2 separate regions of the Mus musculus genome follow, and region 1 is linked to region 2. Evidence: chromatin contacts called from public promoter capture Hi-C data. All regions are on one chromosome and are shown on one strand. The core of a region is the stretch at or near the end of the contact, and the rest is flanking DNA. Distances in the headings are between cores, read along the strand shown.

Region 1 (6,011 bases), core at 573-3,072, 1.1 Mb before region 2:
CTATATCTATTTACATATTTTGGTATTTAAGCATCTAAATAAAATAGCATAATTAAAGGTTTAAATATGTATTATTTATAAGTTAGGTGAGTTGATTAGAATGTCATACTCATGTTTTTTTAACTGTGACAATACAAAACTGGGCCTCCCCTTTCCCTAAAATAAGCTTAGATTATAAGAAAAGTATTTCTATTTATGTATGATATGCCTAACATTTAAAATGTTAGTATGCACCTAAAAATAAAGACTTGTCACACAGAAAATCTGTGTTTATGTATACTAACATTTATACACGACTGCTTGCTATTTCCAGTGTCTTAAATAGTATGTATAATCCTTATGAATATTTGGTTGGACATTTCAGTACATTACCCTTAGAAGAAGGAAATATAAAAATAGGGGGGGAAATGTTATTCACAGAACATTGGTGATATTCTGATTTTATAAATACAGTAATTTCAACCTGAAGGGCCATATTTGATAGGCAAGGCATAGATATCCATATATTTTACATTTCTTTCTCATGTCTCACCATATGGAGATGATTTTGATTTTCCTCAGTCTCAGGGTGCCTTCTATAAGACATAAGCATAGCCCAGCCTTGCACAGAGGTGAAATTAAGGGCAGCAAAACCACCCAGCAAAGTTGTTTTGCTCCTACAGCCCCATGACAAGGACTAAAGCCAACGTCAAACGGGACTGGTGAGTCCTAATAACTAGTTCCTATTTCACCAAGGAGCAATTACTCAGCAGACGACTGAAGTACCAAATTCTACCATCCTGAAATTGTAGGTCCTCAGGCACAAACCTCATCAATTGGATGGATTATGGTCATTGATATCTGGGTTTGAAATAACAGCAGTTTGAGAAGTTTGATTTATGCATTTCAACCCAATTCAATGTTACCTGCCAGCACGGATGCCTGAAGACTTCTTGTGACTCTCCCTCCCCCACATAATAAAGAGCTTCCCATTCCAGCTTATGCATTCATTTCTTGGGTAATTTTTCTATTGGTGAAAACAATGGACTCTTTCAATATTCTCTTATCAACAAAGGGCTCTAAGATGAAGTCCTTCTGGCCATATCCCTTCTGACTTCTTTACAGTGATGACTGGCACTGAGAAATGCCAAACCTGGAGAGGGAAATAGGAGACGGGTTGCTCACCTCTCTGAGCTGCTCCAGCTCTTGTTTGAGGCCGTCATACTCGGCCTCCAGCTCGTCATACTGTTGCTTGAGAGTCAGTTTCTCCTCCAGCACCACCAGCCCATACTCTGCAGCCTGGATCTTCTCATGGGTCGTTTCTGTGAGCTCCTTGGTCAGTCTCTCTATTTCAGTCTTATATTGGTCTACCGTCTTCAGCGCCTCCTCTGCGGCCATAGCGGGGTGGCGGAGATAGACGCAAAGCAGAAGGGAAAAGGAGAAGCAAATAGGAATGAAAATAAAAATGGAAAAGAAAAGTGCCTGATGAATAATAGGTAGAGCGCCCTGAGGCCCGGCCGGCAGCTGCGGCTACACGGCCGGAAGCACTGAGGAGGAATACATGGAATATGGGAGGAATATACCCTGCAGCATGGAGACTGCAAGGTGATGACCGCAGCCGGGATCCTCCGGGCCACGCGCCGGGGCAGTCAGCAGCCAAGCTGCATGGCCAAGGGGCAACTCGCGCAGCAAGAGACTCCGGTTCTGCGGCCTCAGAGGCGCGTGGCCGCCATGTCTCAGGCCGCGTCACTGCGGTCCACCGCCCAATGCTCCGTGGGAGGCTGAGCTCCACCTGCTTGCTGGGCCCTGCGGCAGCCAGTGCACACAGATGCGGACTCCAACTGGTCCTCTTCCTCTCAGCCACTCAGAATGCAGGGAGGTAGGGAAGGGGAGGAGCAAATCCAAAACCCCACCGAGCCTCGCAGCGCAGCACAGCCGACTGCTGAAGAGGGATGAGGGCAGAGGGACCCAGAACTAGCTGAGGAATGATGGGAGACTACGGAGGGCTGAGGAGGGGGAACCGCGCTGAGGCGGAATGAAGGCTGAGGAAAATGGGTGTCTTAAAGAGAAGTGGAGGCTAAGGAGGCTGGGGGATGGAAGAGGACTGCATCTGAGAAGAGATGCTAGACTGAGGAAGCCAGGGCAGCTGAAGAAAGGGCAAGGGTGTTGGAAAGGGTGATTGGTGTCTGAAAGATCAGAACACTAAGAAGGCCTCCAACGGGCTAAGTTTTCTGAGGTGGGAATTCGAAGCCTACTGGAGTGCAGTGAGCCCACAGAAAACAAACAGAGCTAGTGCTTTCAAGAATGCTGCTTTTCCAAAGCTTGATAGATGTACCTTGGGAGTCCTTCCTCCTTTCTCAGACTCTGTCTAATTTGGTCTAGTCCACCTAACACTCTACCAGAGAACTTTGCTGTCCCCCAACCTAAGCCTCTGTGCACTTAGTTCATCATACTACCTTACTGCATAACGTAATTACTGGAGAGATGTGAACAAATATCTATTCACCCCAGTAAGGCTACCACCACAGTCCAACTTGATGAACCAACGGGTTTTATTGAAATAATATTTAAAGGAATATAAGTGAGGGGTTATTTACAGAAACAGAAATGACTCAAAAATATCTACATCACCAAAAGCCCACCCCAGGGGTGACAGATCATAGACACTGGAAAACCTGAACCATACTACACAACTTGAAAGCAGCTCAGTAGGTTGGAGACTGTCTGTTTCACATAGCTCTGGTGATTTGTGTCTCTCCTAGGTAGCTAAGCATGTCTGTCCCAACTCTCGGCCTGCTTTCCTGATTATATATCCTTGGGGAAGGAGTGAATCTCATTAGTTTCATGAATTTACGGAAGCCTTTGAGTTGTTTACTTCCTGGGTTTAAGAGCTTCCTAGAAGGATGGAATGTTTTACTTCTCTTTAGAACATCCTGTATATTGAAATTCTGTTAAGATGAACTGTTCTATCTGGGAGGAAATTGTTGTATAACATCTGCAGGTGCTCAGTAAGTCTCTAGGCCAGTGGTTCTCAACCTGTGGGTAGAAACCCCTTCAGGGCTTGAACAATCCTTTCACAAAGGTCTCATATCAGACATTTACATTACAAGTCATAACAGTAGAAAAAATGCAGTTATCAAGTAGCAACAAAAATAATTTAATGGTTGGGGGTCACCACAATGTGAGGTACTGAATTAAAGGGTCACAGCATTAGGAAGGTTGAAATATCGGGCACTGTATTTCTTCCAGATAGTTCTATATAGGCCTTACTACATGGATTCTTCAGTAAAGGAAATGAGTCTGCAATTTCTCTTAGAAGGTATTTATGATATTCTACTAAGCAAAAAAAAAAAAAATGCACCCTTTAAATAAGAGCAAAGTTCTTGAGATAGTGAGTCATGCATTCTTCAAAGCATGTTAGATACATCATGACAACCCTGATATAGAAACCACTATCTCCCACTTATAGGTGTTGAAAAAGGATTGCATCTCCAAAATCAGTGGCTAACAGTTTCTCTGTGATTGCTGGGTTATTTCTTTTCTTTTTTTTTTTTTTTTTTTATTTATATGTAAGTACACTGTAGCTATCCTCAGATACTCCAGAAGAGGCCATCAGATTTCATTACGGATGGTTGTGAGCCACCATGTGGTTGCTGGGATTTGAACTCAGGACCTTCAGAAGAGCAGTCGGCGCTCTTTAACCACTGAGCCATCCCGCCAGCCCCTGCTGGGTTATTTCTTAGCCATAGACACATCCTTGGCACTTCCCTACTAGAAAGGTACTATATTCTCCAAGGACTCAATGTAACTTTTTGTTTTATTTTTCTTTTTTATCGACATATAATAATTGTACATGTTTATGGGGTACAGTATGATAAAGTTATACATAAGAAATTGCAATTCTCTATCTTGTTTATTTTGTCTGTAAATCTCATCAAAAATTGTTTTTCTTCTCTTTCTGTCTGCAGGAACACATTCTATGAAAAAAATATTCTTTATAGAATCAGTCATTTCCCATCACCCTGTCTTGTCTTCATATGCAACAAAGTACATAACTGTTCCCTAGAGAGGGGTGGAAGCAGTCCTGTATGGTTCAGGGAAGAGACCGAAAATGGGTAGACCTCAGTCCTGAGTCTCCAAGTCAGTTATCACCATCCTCTTTTGACTCTTCTTTAGACTCGGGTGCACTCTGTGGTAGGTCACAATTCATCTGCCAGAATCCTCCTGACTGTACATCCTATATGTATTTGATGGTCACTTTGAATAAGTCACCTCCTAACCAAAAGGCATTAGGAGGATTTGGGCCTATTTTGCAGTCCGCATCACCCTACTTGCATACTTTTTAGTTGGATAGCAGGCTCACCATATCCCCCTTGAGAGCAATGGACATGCTCAGCTATGGTATCATGGAAGGGAAAACTGTTCCAGCGACTCAGATCCAGGCTCACAGTAAATAGTGCTTTGTTCCTGTCTCAGGCAAAGTCTCTTTCCATGTGCTTTTTGAACCACTCCTTCATCTATTCTACTCCTCAAATTCTTCCTGACTGGGTGGCACTTGTCAAAAGAATTTCAACATAATCTCATAATCATCACTGTGATTTTGTCAAAGAGCATCTAGCTGTGTTTCCACACATTTTGGATGCCCTTAAGACTGCTGTTCTGGCCACAAAGCAGATTTAAAAAACAAAAACAAAACAAGACAAAACAAAAAAAAAAAGTTCTTTTTTTTTCTCCTTTTTGTTTTGTTTTTCTGTTTTTTTGTTTGTTTGTTTGTTTTTTAAGACAAGTTTTCTCTGTGTATTCCTAGCTATCCTTGAACTTTCTGTGTAGACCAAGCTGACCTCAAACTCAGAGATCCACCTGCCTCTTCCTCCTGAGTGCTAGAATTTCAGGTGTGTGCCACCAATGCCTACCAAGAAGTTCTTGTATGTTCCCACACATTTCCAAAATTCTTCTATCAGGTTCTGTTTCTGTGCCAGGTCTTTCTCAGCAGTTTTCATTTAAAAACAAAAACAAAACAAACAAAAAGGCACTTTCGTGTCACAATTGGATTTCTATATCTCCATATGTAAATTTGGTTTGTTTTTAAACATTTTTCATGTGTATGAGTGCTCTGCCTGCATGTATGCATGTACACTGCATGTATACCCAATGACAGCAGATGTCATAAGAGAGTGCTGAGTACCCTAGAACTGGAGTTTGGGATGATTGTGAGCTACATAGGTACTAGAAACCAAACCCAGGTCCTCTACAAAAACAACAAATGTTCTTAACTACTGAGCAATCTTTCTAGCCCCTACTTTTTCTGTTTTTGTTTGTTTGGTTGGTTATTTTGTTTTGTTTTTTGAAGTGGCATCTTGCTCAAGTTGGCCTGGAACTCACTCACTATACAGCCCACACTGAAGCAGTAATTATGGACATGTACTACTACAACCAACAATTCAAAGTTCTCATCTGCATGTATTTACTCAAAAAACAATCTCCTATCTCATTAATTTTTCTTCTATAATAAAACTATCATATTTTTAATGAAAAAAATAACAACAACAAAAGAATTTATAGACCACTTCAGTACACAATATAACATAACATTATTCTTTCTTTAAAAACAAATCAGGCTACTATCTATTGTTCTCTTTGAATCTGTCCAATGGTCAGCCTTGATTCTCTTGATCTGAGAAAAATGTTTTTAAGTTTTCATAAATATCATCTTAAGGACCACTTTGATGATCAAAACTATACTCTATCAGCTAAAGTAATACATGTACTACAAATCACAGCATATACAGATTATTTTGAGTACATTTCTATAAATAGCTAGGTCAAAAACCCAGAAGTTGAACTGAACATGGAAGTACATACTTGCAATCCTATCATTAGCACTGCAAGAAGGACTAGAGTTCTGATCTTCAGCACCTATATAAACACTTACAGGCATGGTGACCCAACTATAATTCCAGAGCTCAGGAGGCAGAGCTAGAATATTCCTAGGGCAAGCTGACTAGGGTTAGGGCTAGAGTTAAAGTAAATGT
Region 2 (6,422 bases), core at 2,253-4,752:
TGAGAGCATAACAACACATTCACTTCCCCTTCCAGCCACTGGTCACAGTGTTTTCCAGTTTCATAAATTGTGTGTGATGCTTTCTTTTGTGGATATAAATCGTAGCTGGACATTTTAGCCGGGTTTGTCCTAGACCAGCAGCCATCACTAAGAAATCAGACTGTGAAGCTCAGTAGTTTTAAGATTATTAGTTGTTCTTTCAGAGGACCTGAGTTCCCTATGAGACCTATGTCATTGGATCATAACACTCATAACTCCAGATCCAGGGCATCCCGTGCCCTCGTCTGGAGCTGCACATGAACTTTACATACAGAGATACACATTTATAAACATAAAATTGTTTTTGTAAAATGGATTTGGACCTGTGGTGCTATTAGAAATGAGGACGGGCCATCTTCACATCACTGTACCCACTTCCATGCTGCCCAGGTGATGTCCCCAGAGTGCTGGCCTGAGGTTCAGTGTTTCTTGTTAACAGGCTTACAGACTCTTCAGTAAAACTTCCCAACAGTGCATAGCAGGTGTGTTAGCTACTTTTCTTGCTACTAAGACCAAATACTTGACAAGAAATTTAAGAGAGAAAACATTTTCTTGGGTTCCCAGTTATAAAAGATGGTATTGTGTCCACAGTCAAGCAAAAAAAAAAAAAAAAAAAAAATGGACAGTCTGTACAACCTTGAGGCCTCTCCCCAGTAATCTACATCTACACCCTTCCCATCATGCAGTTAGGCCCCAAGACCTAACAGTCCACAATTTTCCATAACAGCACCTGCACCAGCTGGGGAGCAAATGTTGCTCAGGGACAGGAGCCTGCAGGGCTCACCACATTCAAACCACAGCAGCCAGAGTCAGTGATGAATCTCCAGTATCTCCTCACTGCTTTCCAGTGAGAATCCAGACACAACTGGCATAACATCTACATGTAAACACAGTAAACATCTACATCAAACACAGTAAAATCCAGGACGAACTACCTAATCTTTGCTAAAAGCTATGAAATGTTGAAGTCTAAGCAGAGGATTGCAGCAAGTGCTCATGAAAGGTGGCCTCCCTCTGTCATCTGCAGGTCCCAGGAGAAGACAGAAGAAGCCATCATGCTGCTGAAGGAATCCATTAAATATGGTCCAGATTTTGCTGATGCCTATTCAAGCTTGGCTTCCCTACTGGCGGAGCAGGTAATTGTTTCCATTTAATTTCAGAAGTGTTTTTTTAAATGTTACTTTCAAGTGCATCTGCCAGTATCATCACAGTATCATCTAGTTAGTCTGGCTAAGGGTTTATCTATCTTGTTGATTTTCTCAAAGAACCAGCTCCTGGTTTGGTTGATTCTTTATAGTTCTTTTCGTTTCCACTTGGCTGATTTCAGCACTGAGTTTTGATTATTTCCTGCTGTCTACTCCTCTTGGGTGCATTTGCTTCCTTTTCTAGAGCTTTTAGATGTGCTGTAAAGCTGCTAGTGTATGCTCTCTCCAGATTCTTTTTGGAGGCACTCAGAGCTATGTGTTTTCCTCTTAGGACTTTCATTGTGTCCCATAAGTTTGGATATGTTGTGGCTTCATTGTCATTAAACTCTAAAAAGTCTTTAATTTCTTTATTTCTTCCTGACCGAGTTATCATTGAGTAGAGTGTTGTTCAGCTTCCACGTGTATGTGGGTTTTCTATTATTTATGTTGTTATTGAAGATCATCCTTAGTCCATGGTGATCTGATAGGATGCATGGGATTATTTCAATATTTTTGTATCTGATGAGGCCTGTTTTGTGACCAATTATATGGTCAATTTTGTAGAACGTACTATGAGGTGCTGAGAAAAAGGTATATCCTTTTGTTTTAGGATAAAATGTTCTATAGTATCAGTTAAATTAATTTGTTCCATAACTTCTGCTAGTTTCACTGTGTCTCTGTTTAGTTTCTGTTTCCAGGATCTGTCCATTGATGAGAGTGGGGTGTTGAAGTCTCCCACTATTATTGTGTGCAGTGCAATGTGTGCTTTGAGCTTTACTAAAGTTTCTTTAATGAATGTGGATGTCCTTGCATTTGGCACATAGATGTTCAGAACTGAGAGTTCCTCTTGGTAAATTTTACCTTTGATACGTATGAAATGTCCCTCCTTATCTTTTTTGATAACTTTAGGTAGAAAGTCGATTTTGTTCGATATCAGAGTGGCTACTCCAGCTTTTTTCTTGGGACCATTTGCTTGGAAAATTGTTTTCCAGCCTTTTACTCTGAGGTAGTGTCTGTCTTTGTCACTGAGGTGGGTTTCCTGTATGCAGCAAAATGTTGGGTCCTGTTTTCATGACCAGTCTGTTAGTCTATATCTTTTTATTGGGGAATTGAGTCCATTGATATTAAGAGATATTAAAAAAATTTTTTGAGAATGAAATGTTTCACCTCATAGTGGACTCTTAAGCATGTTCTTCGTGTATGCGGTATGCTAGCTGGATATCTTTTGGCATAATTGTTACACGTTTGGCATGGATAGCCCACCCACAGGCTGGTATCTTCAAAAAGACCAACCAGATAGGCATCACTTGCCTCCTGCAAAGCACCAATAGCTGCACTCTGGAAGCACAGATCTGTTTTGAAGTCCTGAGCAATTTCTTGCACCAGAAGCTGAAAGGGGAGCTTGTGAGTCAGAAGTTCAGTGGACTTCTGATAGAGTCTGATTTCAGAGTGCCACAGAACCAGGCCTGTAACTATGAGGTTTCTTCACCCCTCCAGTAGAGGGTGCACTCTTGTGAGCAGCTTTTGTAGCCAGTTGTTTCCTGGGTGCTTTACCATGGGTGGATTTGTGGGCAGTCTGCTTTGTATGAACCTTGTTATGGACACCTCCTTACTTACCCCCACCCCCTTCTTCTGGAGCTTGGCAAGCTAGAGGCGGCTGGCGTTAGGGAGCGGCAGCACGACAAAGGCTGCAAACACAATTCTAATCACAGGTTTTTATAGAATTGTCATAACTAATAATTGGCAGCTCCTGTCAAACTCTAGGTATAATCTCAGTTTGTTCTTGATCAACACTAGAAGCCCAATTTTCTCACTGTACAAGGAGAGGGGCGTCAAAGGCAGAAGGATACTATTGTCCGTGATGTGTCTGCTGTCATTTGGAGACAAAGTATGTCAAGAATAATATATGACATTTGCTATTGTTTCTAAAAACTTTTTAATTAAAAAATTACAGAGAAATATGCTAACCTTCAACCCTTTGTGAGCTCCAGTCTGCTCTGCTCTTCCTATGTTGCTTGCTTCTGAGAGGCAGTGGGGGTGGGGGAGCGAGTGCTCCCTTTTGTTCAGGGGTTTTCTAGCCAGAGCTTTGGCATTCCTTCCAGAATGAACTCCTGTGTGGTCTCACATTCCATGTTTTTATTACTGTTTACTTGTGCTATGATGATTTTGTATCTTAAAACCTGCTAGGGAAGAACAGATGGCAAGGCAGGCCCCCAGGAGACCATCTCTGGCATGAGCAGTTGTGCTCTGAATCCCTGTCTCCTTTTCACTTGTCTGAATGACTTGAAACCAATTTTCAGGGTGTGCTGTGTTTGTCTGCCCCTTGCCCTGGGGAATGCACATGAGTTATCTTATATAAACGGATGCTCTGCTTTTGTTGACACATGAAAGTGACCCTGATAGCTGTAGGTTCTGCTGTCAATCAATTGCCAGTCCTCTTTTAAAAGTCAAACTGAGAGATGCCTTGGAGCAGCTGCTAGCTAAACATAAGGAATGGTTTGGCCCACACATTGGTTACTGAGGCTACAATTTGCATTTTAAACATTTTATAAGTTCCAACCAGTAGCAAAATTAGAATAGTCTATAAATATTCAACTGACAGAAGTTACAAACTGTGTTTTAATACAGCCATTTCTAGACCGTTCCTCAGACATAAACATCTGTGGATTTGTGGGTCCCAGATATAAAATGACATCATAGATAAACAGCTCCTACGCACATCATTAAATTACTTAAACTTAGTGCAGTGTACACTAGCTATAGAAATAGCTGCTATACTTTATTAATTAGGGACTAAACAAAAGAAACTTCAGTATAGGCATAGTATTTTCTGAGTGTTATTTGTGTGTGTATGTGTACCAGAAAAAAAAAGATATCTAATACCTTTCTCTTTTGCCTTCTGCCTTATTCTTTTGAGTCAGCGTCCCTCACTGGACCAAAGTTTACTCTCTTGGATACACTGGCTAGCTGGTGAGTTTCTGGGGTCTGCCTGTCTTTGCCCAGATCACTGAGGTTAGACACACATGTCCATGTGTGAAACTAGAGATTCAGATTCAGGCACACAAGACGTACATATAAGCTTATAAGGCTTACCCCTGAACCGTGTTCTCAGCCTCTTTCTTGACTATTTTTGATCTGAGGTTTGTTGCACCTGCAGATAGAGAGGCACGGTGTTCTCTAAACAGTGTAGATAGGCTGTAGTCAGAAAGCCTATCTGGAATAGATGACTTCCTTGAATGTTGACTTTTTACAGTGTTTAATTAATTAAGGTGATCCTCCATGATGTATGCTTTCAGTCCTTGACAACTTTTGGCTCACAGGGAAAAGACAGCCTGCATCCCCCGGGATCACGTTTTCTCTTCACCCTGACCCCTTCATCTCTCAGAGAGACACACCCTGCCTCTGCCTCTGACCTAGGTATGTCAGGCACCTCATTGTGCAGGCATTTTCTTCAACCACCACACATCTCTACCCAGATCCGTCTTCCCTCCTGCCGTGCAGTCGCCGCCTACACAGTACCGTGTTGACCCTTTGTCTACTTTCTGTCATGTCTCCCATCACTTTGTCCTCCTGTGTATTTATTTCCTACAGCTTTATGTTATCTAACATAGCTCGGTGGGCTAATGCTCTTTCATCCACCTCCAGAATGTTTGACTCTGTAAGGGCATTTATTGTAATTATTGTAGTAGTCTCACACCTGCCAGGCTGTATGCAGTTAGTAGATTCCAGATGTGTGAGTAAATAAACTTGGAGAGTGTGCAGTCCCCACTTCAGTCCTCTCATTGAGTTGTGCCTTATTGTGATGCCCTGCCCTGCCCTGCCCTGCCCTGCCCTGCCCTACCCTGGGGTCTAGTGTGAGAAGCAGCTGTGAGGTCATAGCAATCATCTCTTACTCCATTCATTGAGTTTTTATGACGTGGCAGATCTTGAGAGTGGGAGATCTGTGCTTCAGTCTTGGAAAGACTGCATGTTTCTCCTAAATTACATTTAGTTTTTATTTTCTTCTTAATCTGGTACATGAAGATCTTGTATTTTCTAGGAAGGTCAATTCTGTCTCCCCTTTTCATCTCACCTCAACTGGTGGCCATCTGGACTGCACTGTCTGCTTCTCTCTTGTGCTGTTCTTACCTCTACATTTGCCTTTTTCTTAATTCATATTCAGTTCATGTTCCTGCCTTGATTTCATTATCAACAATGAGGTGTGTGTGTTGATTGTACAAATAGTTTCCAGCTCAGATCTTTTCTTCCAGCTCCCTAAGCAGGCAGTAGACACTGAATTACTGCTCTTAAAGAAAAAACACCACAACTTCAAGCAATGTTCAGTTATATCTACAAGTGATACCCAAGTGTTGTCTTGGGATCTCTTGATGAACTGATACCTCTTTATACACTTCACCTTTTTCAGGATCATCTTTTCTTTCTTTCTAAATCCCTTCTTCCTTATAAAACAATTCAGTTTCCAATTCCTGTCCAAACCTTGTTCACTTTTCCATTCTGCGTTGAATTATATTTCCAGAGATCTCTGTGTTTAGCATTTTGCCTGTTGCTGTGAACATGAACCCCACAAACGCAGCTCAGGGAGGAGGGGGTTATCTGCTCACCATTTGTTGGTACAGTTTGTCATGGAGGAAAAGTCATGATGGCAGGTGGTTCTGTGGTGGGAATATTTGACCACTGTCTATTCACATCTCACTGGTCCAGAAAGCAGACAGGAAGGAGGCCCAGCTATAAATCTCAAGATTTGCTTCCAGTGACCCACTTCCTCTACCTAGAACCCACATCCTAGAGATTCTGTTTGCAAACCAGCAACACAGCTGGGAACCAAATGGCCTGAAAGAGACATTTCACCCTCAAGCCATGACATCAGCATACAAATTGTATCATGTTTATATATGTCGTGTATTTTCATTTCTTGGGTTACTATCCTGAAATGAAATCTAAACCATGTGGGCCAGGAAGATAGCTGAGTAGGGAAGGTGCTTGCTGAGAAAACTTAAAGACTGGAATTCAGATCCACAGACTCCACATAAAAAGTGAAGTAGGCATGATTCCTACCAGTAATCCCAGCACTTGGGAAGCAGAGACAGGGGATTCTCAGGTCGGGTTCAGTTGAGAAAAACTTCCTTAATACATAAAGTGGGGCACTATCAAGGAAGACTCTCACTGTCAACCTCAAGCCCCCCTATCCATGCCCTTAAC

Evidence for each region. Promoter capture Hi-C pulls out the DNA fragments that hold promoters and counts their contacts.
Region 1: a contact with region 2 is called in a promoter capture Hi-C map of pre-B cells, with 2.8 times the contacts expected there. The contact joins the promoter of Bicd1 here to the enhancer-like site in region 2. A contact is called at or near these places in 5 of 39 promoter capture datasets (the 3T3-L1 cell line, embryonic stem cells, liver and 1 more).

What each region holds. Positions count from the first base shown.
Region 1 is chr6:149,404,795-149,410,805 of GRCm38.p6, reverse strand. Bicd1 (BICD cargo adaptor 1) reads right to left here and starts at 1,822. Exons shown (of 9, transcript NM_009753.4): 1 at 1,165-1,822. The coding sequence starts at 1,377. It also overlaps the pseudogene Gm15783.
Region 2 is chr6:148,257,536-148,263,957 of GRCm38.p6, reverse strand. Tmtc1 (transmembrane and tetratricopeptide repeat containing 1) reads left to right here. Exons shown (of 20, transcript NM_198967.5): 13 at 1,067-1,175. The region is part of intron 1 of Gm52483 (a long non-coding RNA gene); the gene reads right to left. Among named protein-coding and RNA genes, the nearest start is that of Gm52483, 15 kb to the right of the region's middle. Within about 2 kb of position 3,502, at least 25 of the 459 cell types and tissues checked have an H3K27ac peak or open chromatin away from gene starts, as enhancers often do. A contact at or near this core is called in pre-B cells, where this site is marked.